Linked DNA regions of Mus musculus: regions 2 and 3 are each linked to region 1. A link is a contact called in public HiChIP or PLAC-seq and promoter capture Hi-C data. All regions are on one chromosome and are shown on one strand. Each heading gives the region's core, a stretch centred on a gene start, on an enhancer-like site or on the middle of the called end of the contact. The rest is flanking DNA. Distances are from core to core; before and after follow the strand shown.

Evidence for each region. Promoter capture Hi-C pulls out the DNA fragments that hold promoters and counts their contacts. HiChIP or PLAC-seq counts read pairs in DNA pulled down with a chosen protein or histone mark.
Region 2: a contact with region 1 is called in an HNF4G HiChIP or PLAC-seq map of pancreatic cancer cells. The contact joins the enhancer-like site here to the promoter of Mtmr4 in region 1. A contact is called at or near these places in 3 of 39 promoter capture datasets (hippocampal neurons and liver) and 2 of 115 datasets of contacts at active chromatin or transcription factors (memory CD8 T cells and pancreatic cancer cells).
Region 3: a contact with region 1 is called in a promoter capture Hi-C map of pre-B cells, with 2.8 times the contacts expected there. The contact joins the promoter of Vmp1 here to the promoter of Mtmr4 in region 1. A contact is called at or near these places in 2 of 39 promoter capture datasets (hippocampal neurons and pre-B cells).

The regions. Positions count from the first base shown.
Region 1 is chr11:87,589,813-87,594,634 of GRCm38.p6, forward strand. It overlaps Mtmr4 (myotubularin related protein 4), which reads left to right and starts at 2,354. Exons shown (of 19, transcript NM_133215.2): 1 at 2,354-2,438; 2 at 3,577-3,621. The coding sequence starts at 3,619. Septin4 (septin 4) reads left to right here. Exons shown (of 14, transcript NM_001368775.1): 12 at 1-6; 13 at 197-243; 14 at 504-731. The coding sequence ends at 215.
Region 2 is chr11:88,184,970-88,189,397 of GRCm38.p6, forward strand. Cuedc1 (CUE domain containing 1) reads left to right here. Exons shown (of 11, transcript NM_198013.3): 7 at 2,092-2,163; 8 at 3,025-3,118; 9 at 3,814-3,872. Among named protein-coding and RNA genes, the nearest start is that of Mrps23, 17 kb to the right of the region's middle. Within about 2 kb of position 2,827, at least 283 of the 459 cell types and tissues checked have an H3K27ac peak or open chromatin away from gene starts, as enhancers often do. A contact at or near this core is called in hippocampal neurons, liver, memory CD8 T cells and 1 more, where this site is marked.
Region 3 is chr11:86,682,398-86,686,845 of GRCm38.p6, forward strand. It overlaps Vmp1 (vacuole membrane protein 1), which reads right to left and starts at 1,439. Exons shown (of 12, transcript NM_029478.6): 1 at 1,343-1,439. Ptrh2 (peptidyl-tRNA hydrolase 2) reads left to right here and starts at 1,677. Exons shown (of 2, transcript NM_001098810.3): 1 at 1,677-1,726.

The DNA.
Region 1 (4,822 bases), core at 1,104-3,603:
TCGCAAGTATGACCAGGAGCCAGGACAAAGCTGGCCAGGGGAATCCCAAGTCCTCCCCTTATTACTCTGCAGGCCCCAGGCTTCACTCAAGTTGGTGCTGGGGTCCCCCCAACCTTACTACCCTCCTTTCCCCCTCCCTTCAGCAAACTGACAAGAGAGAGTGGTACTGACTTCCCTATCCCTGCTGTCCCACCAGGGACAGATCCAGAAACTGAGAAGCTAATCCGGGAGAAAGACGAAGAGGTGAGAGCAATACAATGCAGATGTCAGTCTGGGAAGTCCTCCGTTTGATAAGCCTCATTATCTCTTGGCTTGGGAATAGAAGGACCTATCCTTATGCTCTGGTACATAGGTGGGATGTTGAGTGGTTCTGCCATTTCCATCATACATAAGGGCCACCAAAGTCCCAGACTCAAGGGATTAGAATCTGGGGACACTTCTTCAATACAGTCAGACTCTTCCTATCAAACACCTTGCATTGATGATGTATGTGCCTGTTTCAGCTGCGGCGGATGCAGGAGATGTTACACAAAATCCAAAGACAGATGAAGGAGACTCACTAACTGGCTTTTGGACCTGAATATTTAAATCTCTTCTTCCTGCCTATGCCAGCCTCTATTCCCTGCATCAGCTCTGCTCAGGACCCCCCGCAGCTCCTACCAGTTCGCCTTATATCCCTGCTGACTTCTCAAGAGACTCAGAGGAAATAAACTAACCTATATGTGGCTTCAGGTGTCTCTGTATTTTTACCATTTCCTGGAAACATAGCTCCTATGACTAGTTTGAAAGGCTGATGGAAAGGGTACTGGTTTCTGGCTTTTAGTAGGAAACAGAAAGGGGGAAATTTCCCTTTCGCTTATAGAGTTCACTCAGCTTACAACATAGCTTGTCCTATTGACCATTTCTACTCTGGCTCCACTTTCTGAGCCTCAAGCCTCCATGTTTCCCGTATACAATACCTTCATTTTGTAGCTGCTCTTGGGAAAAACAAGGTATTAACTACCTGGCAACCTCTGATTTCCGCCTTTCCCCAGATTTGGGTAAATAGATATGCAGAATTAAGCTCCAAATTCCAGGAAGCTTGTGGTACAGTGCTGAACAAATTCTGAAGGTCCTGTAATTAGAGTGCTGGGACATAGGGAAAAACAAAATGCCATAGTCTCCAAGGAGCTCAGTATCACGCATGCGCTAGGTTAGACCCGGGTTCTAGACCCTGTAACTAAAACAGTGAACTCAGGAGAGATTTCTGTTTTCCTATGACTTAGTAACTGTAAGTACTTCAGAAACCAAGACGTGAGGACACTAGCCTAGGATCTCAGGGCCTAGACCCACTCCAGGACTCGGACTATCCGCCGAGAATAGGACTCTTTGCCACTTCAGTTTGGTTAGTAGTGGCGCGGATCACGGAGACCTCCAGCGTTACTGGTGACCTGCGTCCCGGTGCTGGCTCCAGGCGCTTCAGTCTTGTCCCTCTACCCCTTTTACAGACTAAGAAGCCGCAGCTAGCTAATGGCAGTCAGACCCAGTTTTTCTCTCTTGGCTGAGAGACTCTGGACTGGCGGCAATGCAGGTCTCGAAGGACGGCAAGGTTGGTCGGTCGTTAACAACCAGTCCAGATACGCAAAGGGAACCGCCAGCGCTGCCAGTCCGAGAGCTCCTTCCTCCCAGGCCTTCTAGGAGGGTCTTTCACGTTTTCCATTCCTGTGGCTTCAGCAGTTCCCGAACCCAGCTCTTCTCTTTCGCAGACAAAAAAAAAAAAAAAAAATCCAGGATTTTCTTTTCCATCGACCGGGCGACGAAACACGAGAGTGATGGAACCGAGAGTTTGGGAAGGGACCTTCCCCTTTCCTAGCCGGCATGCTACCCTTCCTTTCTCGCATTACTGGAGCAAAACAGAAACACCACTGGGTTAAAACGCTGAGCCACCGCGAGGTCATTTGCGAACTACCTCTCGGGCGGGGTCGTCACCGGAAGTGACTGCTACCATTCCCTGCAATGTCCCGCCCCCCAGTTGCGCTACCAGTAGGCGACGGGCGGCCGTACTTCCTGTCCCCGGAGCCCTAGGCTGCGACCCCTCTTACTCCTCTCCCATTGGCTGCCAGAGGGACGCGCTGTGATTTCCTATTGGTCGTGTCTGCTCTCTGGCGCCAAGCCTCCTCCCTCCGGGTACTGTCTGGTCTCCGGGTGCCGGATAGGTTACAAGCTGAGAGGGCGTCTGCCCACTGGACCAGTGAGCAGCGTGGAGAGTGAGGGCGGCGGCTGCGTGGTGAGGCAGGGCGGGACTTCGCGTGGCTATTGGCCAGGGCGGGTAGAGGCTAGAGATACGATTGGTTGGGGACAAGGGACCGTGGTGGGGTTCGAGCTGCGCGGCCTCAGCAGCTGCGGGAGACGGAAGTGGTGAGAGCGCGGCTTTGGAGGGTCGGGCGGACGCCGCCTGGGTGAGTCACTGTACCCCGTGCACTGCCAGCCTGGGAACCACAACGACCAAGTCCTGCCCGGCCCTCGCCGGCTCTCTTGAGTCCCGCCCTCTGTCATTTGGGGCTCCGCCTCCGAGGCCTTGGCCCCGCCCCTAAAACCTGGGCACCTGGATCTCCTGGCTGCTTAGCCCATCCTCCCCCACCCCCCACCCTAAGACCAGAGTCCCTAACTGTGAGAACCCTGGGCCTCCTAGGCCTGGTCCTTGTCGCTCCCTTCCTCTCTCTGTTTCTCAGGCCGCGAGCCAGGGAGCCGTGAGGCAGCACCTCCGGCTGGCCGCTTGCGGGCTCCCCCGTGAGGGAGGGAAGGTTGGTAGGATCACAATGGAGGCTTTAATCGCCGTAGCCTCCTATGGGGCTCTGCTGCACACCCCTCGAGCATACCAAACATGAAGGAGTGTCGGTGAAATTCAGACCTGGCTCCCTAAGTGGGCCCAGGAGGCCTTAACTTGAAATCCTTGTTAATTCGACCCATTTGACAGATGTTGTCTCCCAGGCCGGACTGGCCTAATTCTGCTCCTGTTGTGTGGCCTCCTCCCTCAAACCTTCACCTACTTGGTCTCAAGTATGCTCAGCAGGACCGGGCCAACCCTGCTGCTCTTTTATCACAGGTTGTGGTCCTCTCCCTCTTGTCCTCTGCTCTGGACTCTGCCCCCAGTAACAGGTCAGGTGGGTGCTACTCCTAGACTCAGAGACTGGCCGAACTGCCCTGTGGATTCATGCCCCTACCAGGGCCAAAAGTGAGTCCCAGTTGGGCAGTCTTTGTCTCTTCAGAGTTGGAATTTCTTCTCTTTTGTAGAGAGCAGGGTTTGGAGTGCTCTACTGCTGGGTGTGGGGATCAGAACGTTTGAGTTCTGCTGAGTAAGCTAGGATGATACTTAGCCTTGCTCAGGAACTTTTGTGGTGGAATTCTCACCGGGCAGGGTCACTTGTTGCTTCTTCCATTGCCTGACTGGTGTGGTGACTTTTTGAGACGCCGGATCCTCTGTGGTGGAGGAAAATGAGTTGCAGAGAAGTTCAGGGGTAGACCCGTGTGACAATCGTTGATTCTATGGTGATGTTAATGACCGTGCACTTTCCTCTTGTGTTCTGTCTCCTTTAGTGACGAGCAGGAGCAGGCAGCCAGGACCCTCGCCAAGGTAGAATGGTGAGTAGCTCCTTTTCCCTCATACCACTGTGTGTCTCATCCTCCAGTCTGACTCAGGGAAGCTGCCCCACCTCTCTTGGCCCTAGTGCCCCTGGTTACTCTGTTCACTTCCTAAACAGGCTCATTTGCCCTGATGCTTTTTTTTTTTTTTTTTTTTGGATGGGCAGTGTTGTTTTGAGACAGGTTCTTGCTGTAGAGTTTTGGTTAGCCTGGTACTAGACATGTAGCCCATGCCAGCCTTGAACTTGTGGGCAATCCCTCTTTCTCCCTCCATCTCCTAAGTGTTAAGATTGCAGGTGAATGCAGTGTGGGGCCTTGTACATGATAGGCAAGTACTCTAACACTGAGCTATGTATCTAGCTTATGGTTTCTTAGGATTGAAAAAAATATATATCGGGCACTATATAGCACTGGGCTCAGCAGCTTGTAGTTTTTCTCGGTGTTAGGCCGTCCCTTCTAACAAACCGCTATATCGCCTCTTACTTGGATCCCCGGTTAAAACTATGCATATTCTGGTTTAAGAAAACAAGTCTTTCTTATCTGAGATTCCTGAACTTCAGGGCGTGGTGGCACAGGCTTCTAATCACATCAGTTGGGGACAGAGAAAGGTGATTCTCAGTGACGTCAGCCAAGTCTTATGTAGTGAGTTCCAGAAAAGACTCCATGGTTTTTTGGTTTTGTGTTTAAATAAGATCCCTGAACTCCCAGTGAGTCTCATGAATATATTGTTGGTGCTGTCCCAGGAGTGATTCCACCCAAATTGTAGGCCTTTTCCAGCTCCCAGGTGTTGCAGTCTATTAAGCCACTGCAGGTGACAGCTGACTGAGTATCTACCTGGCCAGCCTTCTGACGGTGGGTCCTCTCCGTCCTGGTGGGAGAGCTAGGGCTCAGCCGTTATGATGAAGGAGACTGAAGCCCTTTCCAGGCAGGACCTAGCCTTTGTATCTCTTCAGTTCCTTCCAGGGGTCACAGGTTAATGAATTCAGCCAGTGGTGAAGTCCCTCCTCTCCTGGTTCTCTCTGTGATGTGTGCATTAGCCCCTGCTCTTTCCAGAGAGCCTACTGCTGAGCCTGCCCCCTTGGACTGATAGCTCATCCCCTATTCCAACTCGGTGGTGCACTGAGAACGCTGTGCACTTCGCACTGAGTCTCCTTTCATCGTAGCACCACCACTTAGGAGAACTGCACCGTTTCTCTCTAAG
Region 2 (4,428 bases), core at 1,577-4,076, 600 kb after region 1:
TTCTGGATCTTGTCCTACCAGAGGACACACCGAACCATGTCATGTCTCTTAATAGCAACTGCGAGGACGAAGGCCGTAGAGTCTTGTGAGGTTTGTCTTAATGAGGCTTAATGCCTAATTAGTACACCAGCAACGGCAAGGCATACATGTTGACTGTATCCAGTCCACGGAGAGAGAGAGGGTGAGCTTAATCTGGGAAGGGTTCATTCACTTAAGTAGCTGCAGGCTCTCTGCCCTGAGACACCCACTGCCGTGTGTGGGAAAGAGAAATTCTGTGTATGATGTGCAAGATGCTTTAACAAGAACTGCCAGAGAAGGGGCCAGAGAGATGGCTCAATCAATGGTTAAGAGCAGTGGCTGCCCTCCCCCCCCAACCCCCGCCCCCCAAAAAAAAAAGAAAGAAAAAGAAAAGAAAAAGCCGGGCATGGTGGAGCACACATTTAATCCCAGCACTCAGGAGGCAGAGGCAGGTGGATTTCTGAGTTCAAGGCCAGTCTGGTCTTCAGAGTGAGTTCCAGGACAGCCAGGGCTATACAGAGAAACTCTGTCTCGAAAAACCAAAAAAAGAAGAAGAAGGAGAAAGAGAAGGAGGAGGAAAAGGAGGAGGAGGAGGAGAAGGAGGAGGGGGAGGGGGAGGAGGGGGAGGAGGAGGAGGAGGAGGAGAAGAAGAAGAAGAAGAAGAAGAAGAAGAAGAGGAGGAGGAGGAGGAGGAGGAGGAAGAAGAGGAAGAGGAGGAGGAGGAGGGGAGGAGGAGGAGGAGGAGGAGCAGTGGCTGCTCTTCCAGAGATCCTGAGTTCAATTCCCATCAACCATATGTTGGCTCACACCATCTATAATGGAATTAGATGGCTTCTTCTGTCATGCAGGCATACATGCAGATAGAGTACTCATAAGTATAAACAAATATCTTAAAATTCATTAAAAAAACAAAACAGAGGGCTAGAGAAGCAGGGTTTTATAGTCTCTCCTATGACCGCCTCTCCAACTCATTTCAGACTACATGTGACTTCCCTTCAGTGCCAGCAGCACTGGGGCTGACAGGCCAGAGTGAGGACTGTATTAGTAAGATGTATAGACTATAGCAGAGCTTAGATTGGGAGTGTGAACAGAGACTCTGTATTCATCCTTGGCTCCTGGACTCTGAATCTTGGGTCAGTTCCTGCTATCACCCCATATCCATATTTAAAAGGGATCAGCCGTGTGTTTTTCAGGAGCAGACCCTCCGTCCCACAGCTGAGCTGGGAAGGCAAGAACAGAAGGGTAAGGTGCCCCCGCTAATCCCAGCTCAGAGAAAGAAAATCCCATAGAACTGATTCCTAAGCAAGCAGCCAGGAGCTTAGGCCTCACCAGATGTTCAGCTGGGAGTTTTCTTGTCCTTGATTCCAAATTAACAAGGGACACTGGAGCTGCTGAACTGGATCAGAGTGACTGAAAGGGAAGTTAGCAGACAAGGTGACTCGGGATGAGCCAAGTTACAGGACGGTGAGCTGCAGCCCAAGGATCCTGAGAGACCCACGCAGGTGGCTCACTGCGTTCTGACTCTTGGCTGAGCCCTGCTCTTGTTCCCGTTCAGCATCTGGGAGGCGTTCTTGGCTCTCTGTCCTTTCTGCTTCAATTCACGAGAGTTAGGATGCACAGAGGGTCATGATGTGCTGGCAAATGGTTAACCTTCTGCTCTGGGTGCAGGAGAAGGCTGATATGCAGGCTGGGGGGATTTCCGAGACATAGATCTCCCTACCAGCTCACTTCAAACCACCATCATGGCTTTGAGGACATGGGACTGCTAGAGAGGCTGGAACCCAAGGCCAGCCAGTTTCCCATACGTGCAGCAGATCTTAAGGCTGCCCTTGTTTGCTCCGAAGAGGAAAATGTACCTTGCAAGAAAGAAGTACTCTTGCAACTTGCCTTAAACTCCTATAGCAGGGAAGAAGCCGGGACTTGTTCTGTAATAAGAGAACAGACAGAAACAGGGATGGAGGGTATCCTCTGACCTCCTTCCCTAGAGCCTTGGCCAGGTGCTCACTCTATCTCTTAGTGGGACCTCGGAGACCCAATGGGCCTGGTCCCTCAGCAGGTGTCTCCTCCTTCCAGGAACCAGTGAAACCAACCCCACTGTGTCAGAAGATGCCTTATTCAGGGACAAGTTGAAACACATGGGAAAATGTGAGTCTTGCCCCTTTTCCCCTCCTTGTCCCAGCTCTCTTGAGGCAGGCCCTGTGGCCTCATGAGAGGGAGAGAGCCCCCCCTTCCCCCCCCCGGAAGATTTTTAATGCTATTGACTCTTGCTGAACTCCGGGTGACATTTTAATCACAGGCTAGCTCCCTCAGCCTTCCTGCCTTACTTTATTCTGCAGCTGAGTCTGGAGACAAATTAAGTTTAAATCCTCTTGAGCCAGCTGTCTGTTGGAAAATAATGTGTGTCGGTGTTCACATTCTCTGTGGCGTGAGGACTTGGCCGAGACTGGAGTCACTGGCTGAGTCTGCTTTCTGTGGGAATGGCAGACATTTTGGGATAGGGGAACCTCGCCCCACTGCCCGCTTTTTTTTGTCATCCTCCCGTCTCCAGTCTCATAGACCCATAACCAGCGGGGATGAGGCTGGAGCCTTTCAAGGTTTTATTTCAGGGAAAATTTCCGATGACTCATGGAAATCCTAGGACCAACTGTGGAGGTGGCTGGGGAGGGGCGGGAAGGCCGTGGCAGCCAGCAGCGGGAAAGAAAGCCAGGAGCCGTGGTTGTGTGGTTGTCCGCCTCTAGGGAAGGAATACCCGGATCTTGGTCTGGAGGCAGGCTGCTGTGTACTTGACGAGTGCTGGCCTGTGCTGCCCCCGGAGGCCGACCTGGGATGGCGCACTTGCTCCCTAGGTGGCACTGGTGTCTGCTGTTCCTGTCACTTTCCTCTTCCCAGTCCCCACCCAAGGGGCCTGGTGTGGCGCTCTGCCTGGCTGCCCCCAAACCTGGAGGGAAGCCATCTGATGCTCTGGCTCTCTGGAGCATTAAGGGCTCACGAGTCTTTCTGCCCCAGCTACGCGCAGGAAGCTGTTTGAACTCGCCCGAGCCTTCTCCGAGAAGACCAAAATGAGGAAGTCAAAGAAGAAACATTTACCGAAGCTTCAGTCGTATCCTTCTGCTTGGCCCTGGGGTGGGGTGGGGAGCACTGACAACAGTGATGGAGATCCCGGCTGAACCTTCCTCGGGAGTGGGATGCGGCTCTGCGGCCGCCCCTCCTTGATTTGTGAACCAGGAAACCCCGTCATCAGCTCCTGTGTTCCTTTCCCCGGGGACACCGTCCTTCCAGTGCCTTCTTTACTTTTGGCCTTAAGTCATCTGCATTTTGGGAGAAAGACATCGTCTTCCTATTGAAATCACCGAGTCTTCCCCTAATTTTACTAGAACTGGTTCATAGGTCCCTGCAGCTGTGTCTCCAGAGGCCTGCTTTTTTTTTTTTTTTTTTTTCCTCCACTTTTGGCTTTTTGAATGAAAAAAAGTTTCCCTGTCTTCACACCAAAGTTCTCATCCGTGCTTATCCACAGGGCCCTGGATATTGAAAACTGAGTAGTTGAAGGAGAACGGGGGAAATGTCACTCTCCCTGTCCCTAGTGATGGGGGCAGAGTAAAGGGGTCGGGCCTGGCTAGCTGGTCCATTGATCCCAGGAGAGGGTCCTGGAAGGGACACCATTAGGCAGTTTGGGAACGGGAGGGATAGTAGAAGCCTCTGAGGTTGGTGGGTTATCAGGACAGAGCACAGGCAGATTGAACAAGCTGTCGCAGTACCCATCCGTCTCTAGAATAGTTTTCCTGAACAGTCCGGCAGGCTGGGGGCTGCTGCATCCACAGCCAACCTCCTGGATGACGTGGAGGGCCATGCTTACGGTGAGGCAGGTCAGGGGACGTTGAAGTCTAAGTTGCTTGGGATGGGTGACCCTTCAAGAGGAGGTCCTGAGGGTCTAATATTCAGCAAGGGAGCACTCAGTCTGGGGGACATGTCAGGGGTTGGCAGACAGGTGGCCCACAGAAATGTGGTCCCTTGTCATGAGGTGCACACACTGACACCTGCTTCCCATCATCCCTGAAGAGGAACCCAGGGTGCCAGGCACTATTCCCAGAGAATGGTCCCTAGGGAATGAGGGATAGACTGGCAGACCTCATACACAGACAACCATAAATTAGAAAGGCTCAGTCTAGCATGCAGCAGTGGTACACACCTTTAATCCCAGCACTTGGGAGGCAAAGGCAGGCAGATCTCTGTGATTTCAAGGCCAGCCTGGTCTACAGAACGAGTTCCAGGACAGCCAGGGCTACATAGAAAAACCTTGTCTTGTAAAACCAGAAGAAGGGGACTGGAGAGATGGCTCAGCAGTTAAGAGCACTGGCTGTTTTTCCCTAGGGCTTGTGTTCAATTCTCAGCAACTACATGATGGCTCACAAC
Region 3 (4,448 bases), core at 189-2,688, 910 kb before region 1:
TGCCAGCTTAGTTCAGATATGTGGCTATTTTCTTCTGGAATGCGTGCCTCAGGGATTTAATTGTATTGTTAAATGTATCCAAGGATAAACCCCTTAAAATGCATCTGTGTTTTAGATAACCTAGGCAAATAAGTTAAGCAGAAGAGATTCCCACTTCAGAATCACTTTGCATCTACTCCAACTGATCATGTGTCTGGTACGCCAGCATCTTTCTCCCAAAGGTCAACAAAAACATCACCTCCAATACAAAAATACAGCGTAGTAAATAAGCTTCTTCCCTAAAATCAGACCCAAGGACAACACAATTCTCAGACAATAACAGCTGGAATATAGCCGGACCCAGCACTCGGGAGGCAGAGGCAGGTGGACCTGGTCTACAGAGCAAGTTCCAGAACAGCCGGGGCTACACAGAGAAACCCCATCTCAAAAAATGAACTAAAACAGTTGGAATTAAATTCTTCATTAGGCCAAGAGAAACACTGGAAAAGGTTCTCTAAATGATCAATCTGTCTACGAAACCTCTCACAAGCGTCAAGAAAGAACTGAAAGGTAAGGAATGACATTGCCAATAGACACATACACAGCCGATCTATGCATTCCTGGATTCTTTGCTGGAGTAGAAAAGCAAAAGATGTTTACATAAAATCAACTGGAGGTCATAAGCAACCCATAGCTGCCTAACCCGCTAAGCCCATACACTGTTTGGAATCGTAAAGACCTTTAAGTCCCTATCTTGCTGCAAGTACTTCCACTGCGGGGAAATAAAAATGTTGGGGATCAAGGTTTTGGAAAAAGCGGAGAGCCCTCTTTTTTTTTTTTTTTTTTTTTTTTTTAAATGACAGTCCTAGGAAAAGCTGAGTGGGTCCACAGCAATAACTCTGAGAGGTAATGACCCCTTCCTTTGACTACTCTGCACTGTCGGTACACCCGAATACCTTCGTTTCTCGGAGATATACTTAGCATACTGCGCTAGTGGCCCGGGAGGAGAAAAACCCATTGAAAGGTCCTGAGAATCAGCAGCAGCGAAGACCCTCTTCATTTAACCCAAGGCTCTGGACAGCTCGGGAGTGAGGTTCTCTGAGAAAGCCAAAGCCGGCTTCCAGGTCTGGAACGAACTGTCGCGAGTGTCTGGGTTCAATGTCCCGGTAACCAAGCGCGGAGAGGTGTCCCACATAACCTGGCCACCGCCAGCTGACACAGCCAGTCAGCAGTGACCTGAGCCATCTCAAGTGGAAACCAGCGTGTTCTGCGTCTGCATCACCCAAGTGCGGGAGCTGCGGAAGCGGCCGAGCTGTGGGAAAGCTCGGCTTGGGCTCCGGACTCCCCGCTTTCGCTCACCTACCCGCTCAGACCCCGGCTTCTCCGGATCGCAGGATCCTGGAAGCGGCTCACAACACCGACTCTCACACCCGCCGCTGGGCTCCAGCCAACCGGAACTCGCTCGCGTCACTTCCGGTCCGGCTCCTTTAAGGAGCCCGCCTCCAAAAGAGAAACGTTCCCCCACCCCCACCCCCTCCTTTCGGCCACCGGGAGGTTCCTCGCGGGATTTCGGTTCGGCTTTCTCGGTTCGGGCTCTGTGGGTGTGACAAGAAGAAGGATGACTGCGCTTCGTAGTTTCTGATCCGGAACTAGTTTTTCAGGAAACCCGGAAGGAGTAGGTGGCGCGCGCGAAGCGTGTTCCTTGTTCTGGCTTGGAGACCTGCGAGGTGAGCGAGACGAGCTCCAGGTAAGTCTCGACTCCTTCTAGGACGGTGCAGAGGAGTGTAGTTCTTAATGGCTCTACTGAAAAGCATCTTATCATCTTACCCCACGGTCGGCCTCCCCCTAGCTACTTCATAAATTGTCTTCCGCCCCGTGGCTGCTGCCTGCCTTGCCTACTCTGCAAACCTTTGGAAGAAGCCAAGATAGAACCCAGAATTTTAGTCGCTGGCAACACCTCCTCTTAGAGGTGGCATTGATACGCTACCCTAGCGTGAAAAAAATGGAGAACAGGCCTCACACTATACATTTTAAATATCCGTCTTCGAATTGTTGAGCCCAGCTTGGAAAAGGAAAAGAATTCTAAAGATGGATTCAAAAGTATTTTTATTTATTGGTATTGCGGTGCATGCACGTTGTGCATGGTGAGCAAAGCGCTCTACTCTGAAGCTATTGTTAATCTCATGGATTCGAAGTGGAAGACCACTGACCCAAATCATGGCCAGATTAATTAAAGCAAACTTTTTATTATTATTATTCGTTTACACGGACTATTTCTCCCAAAAGGCAGTGTTCAAGAGATCAGCACTGGACATGGGGAAAATAAGGATTTTTATAGTTCAGGAGTATTGGTTTCCAAATGGGGGATTTGGCATATAAACAGTGTTAATAGCAGCGGAAAGTGAACATAAGTTGGTCATAACAACCCTCTGAAGTAAGACATGGTTGCAAGGTGGTCAGTAATAGCCTTTGGAAACAAAGGCATAGTTGCCGTTTCCAGGAAAAGGCAGATCAAGAATATTTAGCCATATGTTGCTCTGTGACACTAATCTCTACCACATTGGACAGCATAGGGACAGACAGAAGGGCCAACTATGTACGTGTGTGTAATATTATCCATATTTCCAGGCAAATAGGTAGTTTTGCTTAGGAGACTGCAAACTGTGAGAAAGGTCAGGTGAGCAGTGGGTGGAAGTTGAGTTAAATAACTCAGAGGAAGGTTTAAAGTTTTAAAAGTCAGCAGGGAGTGGTGCACAAAACTCAAGAATGAAACACAAAAAGAAAGAACTGTGGTAGCAATGACAGCCTGTCTGGTTCTTTAGCAGTTTGGATAGAATAGTATATTACCCATCCTGTAATAGACGCTATGTAGAGACGTTAACTTTCCCCAAATCTGATTTGCTTATTTTACAACCTAGAAATTGTGAGGACTCCTAATTCTACCTGGCAGGCAGCTATCAAACATTTGTTGTATTTAACTTCTCTTGGTCTTAGGTTCTCTGTTCCCCCATCTTTTGTTTTGGATTTTGAATGCTTTCTTCATTAAAATGGGCAGACAATGTTTACTTTGAAAAGATTATGAAAAGGGAGCTAGGTTTCAGGATACATAGCTAGAATCCCAGCTACTGGGAAGGCTGAGGCAAAAGGACCATGGCAAGAGCAGCCCAGGCAACCTTAGCAAGGTGCAGTGTAAACAGAGGCAGGGATGAGGCTCAGAGAGTCCTTGCCTAACATGCAGGAGGCGCAAGAGCAGTAGTTCTCAACCTGTGGGTTGTGACCCCTTCATATGGGGTCATATATCAAATATTCTGTGTATCAGATATTTATATTATGTTTCCTAGCATACAATGTAGCAAAATTATAGTTATGAGGTAAAATGAGATAATTTTCTAGTTGGGGGTCACTATAAAATGAGGAATTCTATAAGAGGTTACAGCATTAGGAAGGTTGAGAACCACTATAGAGTCTACCCCAAGCATGCAGAGAGGGAGAGAAGAGGGTCAGTGAGCTGCCTCCTCACCAGGTGAAGACAAGCCTACAACCTCAAGTTAATCCCTGGGGCCCACATAGTGAAAGAAGAGAACACATTTCCAAGGAAGTGTCCTGACCTCCACACATTCTTATCTGTATTGTATGCACCTATGCTACACACACACACATACACACACACACACACACACACACACACACACACACACACACACACGCACATAGACTCACCATAGCTTTCAAACATTCCCTTGCCAGTTCCTTTCTATCTTGGTGTCCTTTTTTATCCATCAGAGAGGCCTGTTATTCCTAGACTTGGAGTGGATCCTTCTTGGGAAATCTGTACGGTCGTACATTTAGAATATGGCTTCCCAGGCCTAAATCCATCACAGTTCTGTTAGACTTCTTTATTCACCTTAATAGCTATTCCAAACCTTTGTTATATTTTCATATCTGATGTTTCATTTTTCTTTAAGAAAATAAGAGGCATCAGTTTTTAGTTTCTGCTTCAAACACTAAAGATATATTCTGGCTAAGTGCATTTTCTTTATATACACATTTCGGTGTCTCTTTCTCTCTGATTTTCCTAGCCAATCTAATAGGAAAGTCAGGCTTTTATCTACTCATTGGGATTTATTTCAGCACTCTGGAAGGTCTATGCTTCTAACCAAGTCTAATCCAGACAACCATCATTTGTTGCTTCTTTTTTTCATTGTTACTGTCTTTAGAACTCCAGCACACCAACCATGTGGCTGGTATCCCTGAGAAAATATTTATGCTTTAAATAATCCTACATCCAGATCAGTGTCTTTGCATTATAAAATGACCTCTCATTTTGGGAGCTAATACTTACATCATATAACCCTATGAATAATCAAAGCACATATACAGACTCTAACACACTTGTAATTACTAATTCACTTGGATTTAAATAGATAGCTGAACCATCTAAAGTTTCTACTATAAACTTTGTCCTGGTT